Regions from separate parts of the Zea mays genome. Here region 1 is linked to region 2. A link is a contact called in public Hi-C data. All regions are on one chromosome and are shown on one strand. Each heading gives the region's core, a stretch centred on a gene start, on an enhancer-like site or on the middle of the called end of the contact. The rest is flanking DNA. Distances are from core to core; before and after follow the strand shown. Region 1 holds the start of LOC100382444. Region 2 holds the start of LOC103643340.

What was found. Hi-C and Micro-C count contacts between places; a contact is called where the count stands out from the background.
Region 1: a contact with region 2 is called in a Hi-C map of leaf, with 10 times the contacts expected there. The contact joins the promoter of LOC100382444 here to the promoter of LOC103643340 in region 2. A contact is called at or near these places in 3 of 25 Hi-C or Micro-C datasets (ear, endosperm and leaf).

Annotation. Positions count from the first base shown.
Region 1 is chr1:226,122,111-226,128,861 of Zm-B73-REFERENCE-NAM-5.0, forward strand. It overlaps LOC100382444, which reads right to left and starts at 2,266. Exons shown (of 1, transcript NM_001175186.2): 1 at 559-2,266. The coding sequence starts at 2,209. The coding sequence ends at 686. It also overlaps the pseudogene LOC100381941.
Region 2 is chr1:225,827,020-225,834,223 of Zm-B73-REFERENCE-NAM-5.0, forward strand. It overlaps LOC103643340, which reads left to right and starts at 4,153. Exons shown (of 1, transcript XM_008666502.2): 1 at 4,153-5,330. The coding sequence starts at 4,153. The coding sequence ends at 5,130. LOC100282592 reads right to left here and starts at 3,471. Exons shown (of 6, transcript NM_001157230.2): 1 at 3,353-3,471; 2 at 963-1,161; 3 at 717-867. The coding sequence starts at 3,357.

The sequences.
Region 1 (6,751 bases), core at 1,016-3,515, 290 kb after region 2:
GTCGGAGAGCCCAACACCGACGGCGACCGTGTAAGAAGTAGCAGACTACCTGCACGACAAGTAGCGTGGCGGACAAGTAGCATGGCGGCGAGGGTCGTCCGGCCTTGCCTCCCCGCGCAGCCTCCTTGTTGTCGGTGCTGACCGCCTCCGAGGAAGTCTGTCGGGAACTAGCTGTCGGCATGAACAAGACCTTCGCGATGGGAAGACGCAATGGAGAAGGTTCCGCCCCAGCGCGGGAGAGGGAGTGTATCGGTGTGTAGCGGACGTCCGAAGATCTGCCACAATTAGCAGCTCTGGCGACGCCCGTAAAATTTAGCGGACGGTTTGGAGCGCCTTGCTGGAGGTGAAAAGAAGCTCCTCGTCTACTAAATTTAGCGGACAGGATGGTTTACATACCGTTGCAGTCTCACGCCCAGAATGAATGTTATTGGAAATACAATCCCTAGAAACGCCGACGGCGGCGTGCGGCCGACAAGGCCAAGGAGGACTCTAGGCGCAGCAGCCATGCCCATGCGAGGACTCTAGCCGCTGCAGACCACGACCAAAAACAATTAAACTAATTAAATGCCAATCATATGTTCACACGAAGACATCAAACAAATTGAATTTGATTATTTGTGAGTCACTCATGACATGGATGAGCACCAGCTATGTACGTTATTCAGCAAATATAATACTGTACTAATTAAACGCCACATGTATTCGGTCTCGAAACCGAAGATTGGACTATCAGCTTCTCCAAATTCATGTAGGATGATCCGCCATCCTGCAATGCTCCAGTTGCCTTGGCCTTGAGCTCCTGAGCCTTCCTCCTCCTGTGTTCCCCTTGGCTACCCTGATCCATCAGCCTCTCCAAGGCCTTCGCCACTTGTTCCATACCCACCTCCGCCTCGACATCCGCTCCGAGCTTGCTGGCAGTGAGGATGTTTTCTGTTGGCTTTGTCACGCCTACAGACACCCCAACACCAAGCAGGTCCACGACGAGCCTTTCATTGATAAACTGCTCGGCGAAGAGCGGCCAGGTGGCCATGGGCATGCCGGCGGCAATGGCCTCCAGAGTCGAGCCCCACCCGCAGTGCGTGAGGAAGCCGCCGACGGCGCGGTGAGCAAGGATGGCGACCTGGGGAGCCCAGCCTCGCACCAGCAAGCACTGCTTGTCGTCCAAGCTCTCACGCAACCACTCCTTGACGTCGTCGGGCATGGAGTCGGCGCCCTTGAGCACCCAGACAACAGGCCAGGCGCACGACGCTAGAGCCATGCCTAGCTGCACGACCTGCGCGGGTGGCATGCACCCGGCACTGCCGAAGCTGACGTACACCACAGACTTGGTCTCCTTGGTGTCCAGCCACTCCAGGACCCGCCTGTCGCCGCCGCCGCCGTCGTCTGTCATTGTCATGGGATGTTGATGGCACAGCGAGACGGGGCCGACGGCGACGACGGTCTTGCCGGTCGCTGCCGCGAGAAGCTCGCAGGAGCCGTGCTCGAGCTCCTCGAAGCTGTTCACCACGACGCCGTCCACTGCCACGTCGAACTCCCGTATCTCCTGTAGCGTCCCGCCGCCCATGGAAGTGGATGGCGCGAAATGCTGCGGCAGCTGCGCGCGCGAGACCCTGCAGTCAAACGCCGGCAGGGCCGGGATGCTGAAGAGCTCGTCTGCCGACGAAACCGCCTCGTGCGGCCTGTGCTTGTAGAGGTACTCGACGCAGAGCAGGGCGAACGCGCCGAACCCGTGGAAGATGTAGCACGGCGCGCGAAGCTCGCGCGCTAGGCCGAGCGCCCACGCGTGGCACATCCCGGCGACGACGCAGCTCGGGCGGCGGCGCGGCGGCAGAGCCTCGCCGCGGAAGTAGCGCGCCACCGCCTCGCCGAACAGTCTGTTGGCGTGGAAGAAGCGTGGCACGTCGGCTGGGGACCGGAGGAGGTCGAGCCTCTCGCTGCCCTCAGGCAGGCCGGCCTCCGCCGCTGGGAACGGGATCGCGGTGACCGTGATCGTCCCTGCCGCGCCGTGCCCGTGCGGACGGTGCAGTGCCGCGGCGAGGTCTTCCACGCGGCTCTGCACGAGCAGCGCGTTGGCGGGCGTCGTGATGATGGTGACCGCCGCGCCGTGGGAGGCGAGGAGGCGGCCGATGTCGGTCATGGGGATGATGTGGCTGATGGCTCCTTGCCATGGAAGCAGCAGGAAGTGAGGGTCCGCTGTTGCTCTCTCCATTTCCGTCCGATCCGGTCTCACTCTCTGGTTGCAGATCTTCTCGTTTGCCTGTGTTTCTTGTGACTATACTCGTACGGCTACGGCCTACGGAGTATATATACAGGCAAATAAAGCCACGTGACTCCAAAAGCTCCTCCGTATGGGTGGTGTGGTGTCGACATGATAACAGGCCAGTGAAACATAGGTGTTGGTGGTGGGCTGGTGGCTGATTCCATTCCTAATTCTATTCTCTGCTGGGGTGGACTTTTCGCGAGTAATCACGCATCATGACGCATGTGCTAACGTATAGTTTTCAGATGCTAATTTTTAGTCTCTATATTTTATTCTATTTTAGTTTTTAAATTATCAAATACAAAAAATAAAATAAAGTTTTAGTTTTCGTATTTGTTAATTTAAGTACTAAAATAAAATTAATTGGAGAGACTAAGAATTAGAGGTGTTTGGTCTATAGAGATTAATTCTAGACTCTCTATTTTACTATATTTTAGTCTTTAAATTGTTAAATACAAAATATTTAGAAATTTAGGAATTAAAATAAAATTGTCGGCGTTTCAACCCGGGGGTCCCTGGAACGACGAGTAAATTGTCGCTGCGTGTCCCAGCCTGCATGGGTCGGCGCGAGACGGAACACAAAGGGGGAGAGACAGTAAGGGGAAACCGTGGCCTTCGTGTTGTCCTGCGCCCAGGGCGGATGCACTTGCAGTAGGGGGTTACAAGCATTCGCGAGGGAGAGAGAGAGAGCCTTGCGCGTCGGCCCGTTCTCCCGCGCGGCCACCTTCTCGTACGAGAGCCCTGGACCTTCCTTTTATAGACGTAAGGAGAGGGCCCAGGTGTACAATGGGGGGTGTAGCAATGTGCTAACATGTCTAGCAGAGAGGAGCCAGAGCCCTAAGTACATGCTGTCGTGGCTGTCGGAGAGGTTTTGGCGCCCTGTTCATGTGATGTCGTGGCCGTCGGAGGAGCGCTTGAGCCCTGTGGAAGTACAACTGTCGGAGCTGTCGGATCCTTGCTGACGTCTCCTTGCTTCCGTAAGGGGCTGAGAGCCGCCGTCGTCATGGAGCACGCGGGATACCATCATTATTTGTTTACCGGGGCGAACCAGATGGGACGCTGGTCTTGTTCCCCGTAGCCTGAGCTAGCTAGGAGTAGGGTAATGATGGCCCCCTTGTGACGTGGTCGGTCCGAGCCCGAGGTCGGGCAAGGCGGAGGCTCCTCCGAGGTCGAGGCTGAGTCCGAGCCCTGGGGTCGGGCGAGGCGGAGTCCGTCTTCCGAGGTCGAGGTTGAGTCCGAGCCCTGGGGTCGGGCGAGGCGGAGTCCGTCGTCCGAGGTCGAGGCTGAGTCCGAGCCCTGAGGTCGGGCGAGGCGGAGTCCGTCGTCCGAGGTCGAGGCTGAGTCCGAGCTCTGGGGTCGGGCGAGGCGGAGTCCGTCGTCCGTCGTCGAGGTTGAGCCCGAGCTCCGGGGTCGGGCGAGGCGGAGCTTCCTATGGCGTCCGAGGCTGGACTTAGCTGCTGTCAGCCTTGCTCTGTCGAGTGGCACAACAGTCGGAGCAGGGCAGACGGCGCTGTTTTTCTGTCATGTCGGTCAGTGGAACGGCGAAGTGACTGCGGTCACTTCGGCCCTGTCGACTGAGGAGCGCGCGTCAGGATAAGGTGTCAGTCGATCCTTGCATTAAATGCTCCTGCGATACGGTCGGTTGGCGTGACGATCTGGCCAAGGTTGCTTCTCCGCGAAGCCTGGGCCTCGGGCGAGCCGAAGGTGCGTCCGTTGCTTGAGGAGACCCTCGGGCGAGACGTGAATCCTCCTGGGTCGGCTGCCTTTGCCCGAGGCCGGGCTCGGACGAGGCGAGATCGTGTCCCTTGAGTGGACGGAGCCTTACCTGAATCGTGTCCATTAGGCCTTTGCAGATTTGTGCTGATGGGGGTTACCAGCTGAGATTAGGAGTCTTGGGAGTACCCCTAATTATGGTCCCGACAAAAATAAAATGAAAGACTAAAAATTAATTAAAAAACAAACACCCCTAAATCGTTGCAATATAATAGCTGATTGTACATGATATGTTTGAGGTTTCTATATGATACTAATAAACGATGTTAGTTTAATTGGTCGTGTTGATTATTAAGTACTAAAACTTAATTATTAATAGGACAAGGTTGGTGTGCCAGCTTCTTTTTTCTGCGGTCTTCGGAGGACTTTTTGGCGGCACCTGCTGAATTGGACTTCTCTCCATGAGCGTGTGAGGCCATCATGCACACATATCCGACACATATTTATCCTAATTTGATTTTGAGAAGTATGGTCAGTCCAATCCGACACAGGATCTGCATGTGTACTTTGCACTGGTACATGTACTACAAAATATACTCCTAGATAGCAACCTGCGTAGTCCGTGACAGGTCAACACAGCTCCGTGTTTTTTTTTCAATCGAAGGATAAACAATGTGAAGAATCGCGGCTGGGGAACCTTCTACGCGGAAACTATTAAGGCCTAGTTGGGAGCTAGAAAATATGGGGCTAAAATCTACTCCATATCCAAAATTAAATAAGAATATGATTTTAGCCCCTTCAATCTGTATAGGTTGTGGCTCCTAAACTAGCCTAAGGCTTTGTTTTGATACTCTAGTATTCAACTCAATCCACATGTATTGAGGTTGATTGAGGTGTAAATTAAACTAAATTATTCGATAATCCAGCTCAATACATATGGATTGAGATGAATACTAGAGTACTCAAATAAAGTCTAAAAGAGTGTTTGCTTGTTTGTTTTCTAAGAACTAATTTTAGTCCATCTATTTTATTACATTTTAATTTCTAAATTGCTAAATAATAAAGTTTTGGTTTTAGTTTTTAACAATTTAGGGATTAAACTGAAATAAAATGGGAGGACTAAAAATTAGAACCTAAAAACCAAATACCCTCTAACGATATAGAGCTACATCACGTCGTCATCTTATCAATTATCATATTCTTTATTCTTAAGGATCGATCAGGCAACAAGAGTGATGAATATGAGACATTAAAATATTCTTTAAAAAAATCTTAGCGGCCGTCCCAATTCGATCCTTGGATACTCTCAAACACTAAAGCAGTGAGACAATGCACATGAGCTAACTCATGGCTAGGTACACTCAAGGTTTTCAAAACAGGTCAGTTTTAGCGGTAAATCGATCGATTTACCGAAACCGATGGGGCGTAATTTTGGTTAACCACCGGTTTTTTTAAATTCGTCCCAAATTTAAAAAATTTGAAAAAAAAACATAAAAAAAACGAAAACCGTTGGTAAACCGCCATTTTGGATCGGTAAACCGCCATTTTGGACCAATAAACCGTCATTTTTGCCGAGAAACCAGATTTGATTCCAAGATTGAGTTCCAGTTTAGGCATTTAGTGACCAGTTTAGACATATTAGTCTGATTTACTGTTATATGCTATATGTGAAGATGATTTACTGTTAGATGCTATTTTTTCCCAGTTTAAGTGATAGTTTAGTTCCAATGCACCTTCAACATTGGACGAAGACTCACCTAACAGTGACAATACTCTTTCTAGCACATTGTTTACATCACTTGTACACGAACAAGAAGACATAGAGGAAGTGCGAGAATGGGCCGATGAAATAGTTGGCGACACCCACCTTGGCAAGCGAAAGACAAAACTTGGTCCATCAGAAAGGAAAGGAAAAAGGGTCAAATTCACCGATCAAATCGAAAAAGAAGAAGAGAATGAAGACAGTGATAATAGCACAACCAACCCTAGTGCAGGTCATCATGGAGAAGATGACAGGCATGGTGTGGTGGGAGGTGATGCTAGATCATATGGTGTAGGGGGGAGTGGGATGAGGGATCATATCAAAATCCTTTCAACATGATTGAGTATTATCATTATGGCTCAAGCTGAATACGTGAGTATTGTTAAACAAGTCGACCTATGTGTTGTTGGAAAACTATAAAAGAACTTGTATTTAAGAATTACGAAGTTCACTGGTTGTTTGTTGCATGAGAACTGGAATTTAGGGTTGCATAATTATGTTGTATGTCATTTTGTTGAACACATGTTGTGTGGACCAATTATTATTTACTGTGCAACATGAATTGAGCAAATTACAAATAAACCATGTCAAAATTTCCATTTTCTCTGTAAAATGCAAGATCCGTTTGCCAATGGTTTTTTGCGCTTTACCACCGATTTTGGCAGTTTACCGCTTGGAAAAGTGTTTTAGGGCTAGTTTGGCATCCAAAAATCCATAGGTTTTCCGGTCTTTTCCCTAGGGAGAAAGCCCACACGGATATTTTTCTTGAATTTTCCATCTACATGTTTGGAAGCCCATCGTACGATGTAATTTCGTCAGGGGAACCCTTTTTTGGCCGGAAACAATCCTGGCCTCAAGAGGCCAGACAATTCTCCCGACTCGCCTCCGACGGACGCCAGCCGCAACGCCGCGAACCCCATCCTCGGGAGCCTCTCCTCCGACGGTCGATGGCCCGGCTCCCTGACGCCATCCTCGCAACGCCAACCCCAGCCTCGAGACCGTCATCTCCGACGCCA
Region 2 (7,204 bases), core at 2,903-5,402:
AGTTCACGTCTATGAAAACATTGCAAGTTCATACATCGAATCGAATATACAAAAAAAATCTGAAGCTAGGATGGCTACCATTTTAGAGAAAACATGTGGTGAAATCGAAGGCTAGTGTGCAGCATCCAGGAAGTTGGGCACGCTGTTCCTATTGTCTAAGAAGTTGTGTTTGGGTATAATCTAAGGCGCGAAAGGGCCTCTAGCCGAGTTGGTTAGGTGGTCTGAGTAGCTGTGGTTAAAAAAATACCCTCGTCTGTCCCACGCAAAAGCACAAGTCTGAGGCCCGGTCCCGGTCGTTTCTCACATGGGCTACGTGCCGCTGTGTACGGTTGGGGCAAGGGTTTGGTGGTTTTCTCGACCTACATGAGAAGGTCTTCTTAATATAACATCCGGGGGCTGTCTTATCCCCTGCAGGTCGAGTTTTTTTTTTGGTATAGTCTAAGGCAGAGGTGTTGCTCATGACATTTTTGAAGTACAAGCAGTTGCAGGTTTATCCATTACTCCATAGTGTACATTTATAAGTAACAAAGCTCTTGCCGGTGTCTGTGGTTTACTAAGATCATGGTTCATCACTGTTCACTAAACTTGGGAATGTTAAACACTTAAAACAAATCTACCCATATTGACATCATGTCTTGTGCATGTATCAATTTGTGTGTCACCCTAGTTAATTTCCTTCAGTAGTATCCAAGACTATAAGAAAGTACATAGCATACCATCATCATCTTCATCAACCCATTTGTCCCAATCAACTTTCACAAAGTGAGGTGCCCTTTGATCATCTCGAACGAGTTTCTTCCACCATTTGGCTTCAGCTTTTTCTACGATACAGAATATGGACCTGACCCCCACACTTATTTTGCTAGCCTGTTATATTAAGAAGCATTGAGGGGCAGACAACTTTAAACATCAAAGGTTTAAACTAAACCAATACACATTAATATTACATGAAATTGCATTACCTCAACGTTTACTTTGTCATTCAGATCTAGTTTCAATTCATACAAGTTTGTACCAGCACTGCCAGAGAATGTGAAGACACCATCTGGATCCAAATTGACCTTAGCATCCTTTGCGTCAGGTAACTGTACAGTGATGTAAACCTTGTCGATCCTCTGAGCCCACTTCACCTCAGGGTGCCGACTACAGAAGACAATGCCACTTGTCAAGAAACCAACATATAAACAGGAATTCATGTATCTACAACCTAGGTGCCGTTTGGTTCACATATTTGTAACGTAATGGGTAACTGATAACGTTAATTCATGTTTGTTTTAGTCCATCCGTAATCAGATACCACACTAAAATTTAATACCGCCCGATTCAAACTTGTTACCGCCGGTTCTCAAGTATAAATCATTACCATTACCATTTACGTTACATTTGGTGAACCAAACAGCACCCTAAATAGTTTCAATAAGTACATCTGCATAACTACACAAGTGAGCCTAGTGCAAATACAGACCCATTGTGTAGGGGTATTATCGATCACACAAGAGCAAATCAGAGTGATTAGAAAAACAGAGAATAAACAAACAATAGTCCATTAGCATTAGTATCAATGCTGGCTTGCCAAACTATCCAACAAATGAATGTTTTACCATCGAATTTGGTTTATAGATAGATCAGAATAAACAACAGCAACAACAAGGCCTTTCATTCCCAAGCAAGTTGGGGATGCGATGGCCCAATCCTTGCTCACTTGATACCGTACCCAGATCATGAAACGGCATGCCACAGGGGTTCCGATATGGCGTGTTGCTAAGTGTCTTACGCCCAAATGGAGTTCTCTTGGATTTCATCTCCAAATGAGTAACTAAGTTCCACGTTGGCTCCGCAAGCCTAAATATGTATTAAGGAAAAATAACCATAAACTCAAACATAATAGGATAACTTAACACTTCCTGTAACAAGGAAGTAATCATAGCTCCTAGTTCCCAGCTGCCAGCATGTGTGTATTTTCACCAAAACCATTCAACAAAAATGAAGTTAAGAATCATTACAGAAGTCGTGCATGTCAGAATAAAATTACCAACTATCACTCAATCAGAAAGCAGAATTTTAGCAACTCATGTTTAAATAAAGTATTACATTTTTGAACATTTGCATGTGGTAATACTTGTTAGATGATAGTTGACAAGCACCTTCAAGGAAAGCAGTACCAGGCAGCAAATCTCTACTCTTTTCAGTGTTGGATTGTGAACACGATCCAAATAATTGTCACATAAAAATTGAAAAAAAAAACTGAATCCCAAGTGCTAAACACAAGAAATATAGCCAAAATGTGTTTCTAAATAAGAAACGCAATCTAAGACTGCCTTCAAAGTATCAAGGAATTTGCAAAACATGGCAACATATTACATGACATGGAAAATAACTTAGATTCATGATTTTAGATTTTAGAAAATGTCATAATATCTTAGAGAAGCAGTGATCAAAGTTATTTTCAGCTAGAGTGCCATATCCAAAGGATACATAATTGGAAGGAGTAGAAGTAGTGATTGGAAATAGAACATATAGCAAGGTATAAATGAACAGAAGTTCGTACAAAAGAGAGGCCATCACTCACTTATGGAAAAACAATTAAAGTACCATACCACTCTAGGAATGTTTGTGATTGTAAAACTAGGCACAAAAAACCAAATGGGACAACAGAAATTATACCATGCCATTCTAGGCATGCTAGTCAACTTTACGTCCTCAAACAAATACCTAAATCATAGATCTGCCCACATATTGCACATTACTACAGCATCTGAAACAAACAAGAATTGTAGACAGAGAAACCAAAAGTTAAGGGCCAAAAATGGCAGATCAATGCCATGTTATCTCCAAACCCCCTACATATCAATCTAATCATGGCTAATTAGTAAGGTACTAACAGCACTGAAAAGCAACTGCAGTTGCAGAACTATGACCACATGGACACCATACCATCAGACACATAACCACGGCCGACACAGCCATAATCTGCAATTACCATCATAACCATCCAAAGCTTTGCCCCCAACAACCAAACCAACAGAACCATTCAAAACCGCGGCACCGCGAAATGAACCATAACAAAGCCGTGTAGACACGCGCCCTGCCCAAACCCTAGCAGCACATCGTAACTCGAGTTGAACTACAGGAAACCCAACAGTTCCATCGATCCCAGCCACATATCGGCGGGAAACCCCTAAGGCTCGTGCTGTGCCATGGACATGGCAGAGCCACACCTCAAGATCCAGCCGCACAGCCGTAGGCGGCGCCTGAGAATGATCTTATTCCCACCGACCTGCCGAGCGAGACCGCCGAATCTAGAGAGAAGAGTAGATGCTGGATCGAGAGCACCCAGTGGATCTTGGCTCACCTCATCTTGACGCAGCTGGTACAGGCGGCGGCGCGGCGGGGTGGTGGGGAGCGAGCGAGGGTTTTGTGAGGTTTTCAGGGATGGGAGACTGGGAAGGCAGAGCAGAGATGTGGAAGTTCGGGAGGAGTCAAGTAAGCGGTGTGAGGGGCTGAGGGAACGGATCGGCAGTAGCAGGCCGAAAAGGGCTGGTGTAGGTCGAGTAGGTATGATGGGCTAGGTGTGAATTGTGATACGGCCATATGAGTGTGGGACTCTGAATTCAATAAAACCAAAAAAAGAAACAAACATTTTCATACTTCTTGTAATCATCCGGTTTTACCCCTCCAAGTGGTTTTAAAAATAGTTATTACTAACATGGTGCCATATCAGTCGTGACGTCACATAAACCAAGAAGGAGGTAAATTAGAATTTTATAATAGTTCAAATAGACTAATCTCTACTAACTATTAAGAGAGGAGTGTAGACTGCCCCCGCCTCCCTCCCCCGCCCGCCCGCGAACTTGGATTTCGCATCGCCCCTCCGCTCCCAGATTGTCGCGCCGCGCTTCCGCCATTTTCGCTGCCGCGCCCTCGACACCCCCTCCCAAGCTCGTGCCCGCCCGGCCGCCCCTACCGCCATCGTGTGCCCCTGCCTGTCTCTGCCGCCGTGCCGTGCCCCGCCCCCAGTCCCAGAGGCGAGCGCAAGAAAATCCCCAATCCCCACGCCACAGCCTCCCCTCCCACCCCGTCTCCTCCAAATTCAATCGTCTCCAAGCGCGAATCTGCCCCGTCTCCAAATCCCAGGCAGGCAGCCAACCATCCATGGAGTGCGAGCCGGAGGAACTGCAGTTCCTGGGCGTCGTCGTCATCTACCGCTTCTCCGCGGAGATCCTCCGAGGCCCGCACCGCCCGCTCTTCGCGCGCATCGCGGCCGCCTTCGCGCTGCCCCTCTCCGCGCTCTTCCTCCTGCACGTCGCCATCTCCCACGCGTTCTTCACCCACATCGACTCCGACGACACGGCCCTGGACGCATCCTCCCCGGGCACCGACACGCAGCGCCACTTGCTGTCCCGCCTCGCCTCCGACTGGCTCGCCCTGCTCCTCTTCAAGTCCGCCTACCTCCTCGCACTTCTCCTGCTCTCGCTCCTCTCCGTCGTCTCCGACAAGCGCGACGCGCTCACCTTCCCGCGCGTGCTCTCCGTCGTGCCCCGCGTCTGGCGGAGGCTCACCGCCACGTTCCTCGCCGCCTTCGCGCTCCTCTTCGCCTACCACGTCGTCGTCGTGCTCGTCTTCATCGGCCTCCTCGTCGCCGCGGACAACGGCTCCGCCCTCGCGGGCCTGCTTGCCTTCCTCGTCGTCGTCGCCTACTTGCTTGGCCTTGGAGACCTCGGCGTCGTCTGGCACCTCGCCAACGTCGTCTCCGTGCTCGAGGACCACAAGGGCTTCGCCGTCATGCGCAAGAGCAAGGACCTCATCAGGGGGAAGCTCGTCACCGCGGGGGCCATATTCTTCACGCTCAACGTTGTCTTCGCCGCCGTCGAGCTCGGCTTCCGCGCCTGGGTCGTCAGGGGATCCGGTGCCGCGTCGTCCAGGCTCTTGCTCGGCCTCATCATGCTCGTCGTGCGCTGTTGCGTCGTCATGCTCGCGCTCGTCACGCAGACCATAGTCTACCTCGTGTGCAAGAGCTACCACCACGAGAGCCTCGACAACGCCAACATCTCCGACCACCTCGAGGTCTACCTCGGCGACTACGTCCCGCTAAACGCGTCCGACGTGCAGATGGAGCAGTTCCAGGTCTGACTGTGAATCCCATAGCTTCTTTCTGTCTTTATCACTGCTCGCCAATCCATCCTCTGATGCTGGAATTCTCCTGTTACCACCGGCAGCCAGGTAATCTGTAATTGTGTACGTACAGCAGCACATGATGAACATACTTGCGTTAAGTAGGAAGAATTGGGAATTTTTGTCTTGGGGTACAAGAATAATGGGGATCTGTACTTCCCTTAGTTTCTTCCTAAGGACATGATTCCTTCCCTTGTTTACATGATATATAAACAGGAGATGGATGAAATTGGACATGCCGAATTTACAAACTTACTATCAAAGTGTGTGTGTGTGTGTTATCAGTTGCTATGGGGATCTGGAACTGAGAGGGATGCATGCCTGATTGCTGTGCTAGGTGGGAGATTTTGATATTTGCCATCACCACGCCCACATTTCATAGACGATGGAACCACAATTCATAGACACAGTGGCAATTATAACAAAGAGACAATGTTTTGAGTGGCAAAATTTCAATTTATTTCTCAGTCAATCTGTGATTCAGAATGAACTGGGCGGTCGCCCACATATCTGTGTACTTTTGTACTGTGTTCCTGATATTGATAGGTTGTAGAAACTCTGATGGGGATGAGATTTCTCTACAGGTTGGTTCTTGCAGGATAGAGTATGACCGCTGGGTGAACACCTTCTCGCCGGAGGGGTGGTTGTTCTAGGTCGGCATCGACCATTGCCCCCCACCCGGCGCGCCACAACTCATCGAGGACGTCTGCTTCTCCCTCGACGCCAGCCAACGATGCCTCCATGGGATGTGAAGTATCTATGATATTTCAAGAAAAATTGCAAAGACTGTACGATGATGGTTACAAGCTGGTTAGTAGGTTTCTTTTCACCAGTTCTTTTTAAATCATTCACTTATCGTTTTACTTCTATTTTTTTTGTTTTAATGTTTTGACATATATATCTTATTTAGTATACTTAATTATGTATTGCTTTGATTTCAGTGGCTTATATAATGTATGTTGTTTTTAGGTCATATTCACCAATGAGTCAAATATTGAGCGCTGGAAGAACAAGCGACAACAAGCTGTTGACTCCAAAGTTGGCCGCCTTGATAACTTTATTCAATGTGTTAAAGCCCCTATTCAGGTATGCTGCAAACTTGTTTTCTTTATCTCCAATCTGAGCAGCCATTCAAATAAAGAAGGAATAAAGAGGTATATCTGTTATTTTTATTCCTGATAACTGAAATGTGCATCACCCTATAACTTAAATCACCTGATCTTATTTACAGTCAGTTTGTGGCTGTTGTGCTCTGCAATACTATCTATTTTTTTTGAAGGTGCCATGAAAAACCATCATAAAAAATCATACCTTGTTTAGGAGACCAAACTAACTTCTGAATTCAGTTATACCACTGTTGTTTCTGTTACACTTTATGAAACCCATTGTATCTATTTTTGCAATCTAAATTAACCAAAATAACTAAGTCAAGTAAGTTTATGAAAAGCAGTTCTGGCAAACAAGATTATTGCATCTCACCTTAATGCCAAATGTAACTTTAATCTACTATTTTTTTGAGATACGTAAACATAAAAACTGGAATATATGTTTTTTCTGTGTTTGGTCAGAAATGCATTTGGATTTTCCATGAATTCCAGTCTTTCACATACCCATCTACTTGCTATCCTGCTACTGGACGAGGTGACAAGCACGCTAGGACGTGGAGTCAGAGCGCGTCGTGCAGCAGGCGCTGGATCGGGTGAAGAACTGGACCACCGTGTTGGTGGCGCACCGGCTGTTGACGATCAAGAACGCCGACGTCATCTCGGTGTTGCAGGACGATGAATAGGGGGCGCACCAGCACCTGATCGAGAACAAGAACAACGCCTACCACAAGCTCGTCAACTTGCAACAGCAGCAACAGATGTCGCAGCAGAGCTTATGAGACATTTGAATACAAAAAATCGTGTTTCTGTATCTTCCTATGGTCCTTTTCGGTAGAAAGTGGTTAATTTAACTCTGTAGCCATCCGTGCAGAGCTTAAATTTACCGCTATCTTTGTAGTTTCTACTATGAATAGGGTTTTCTTCAT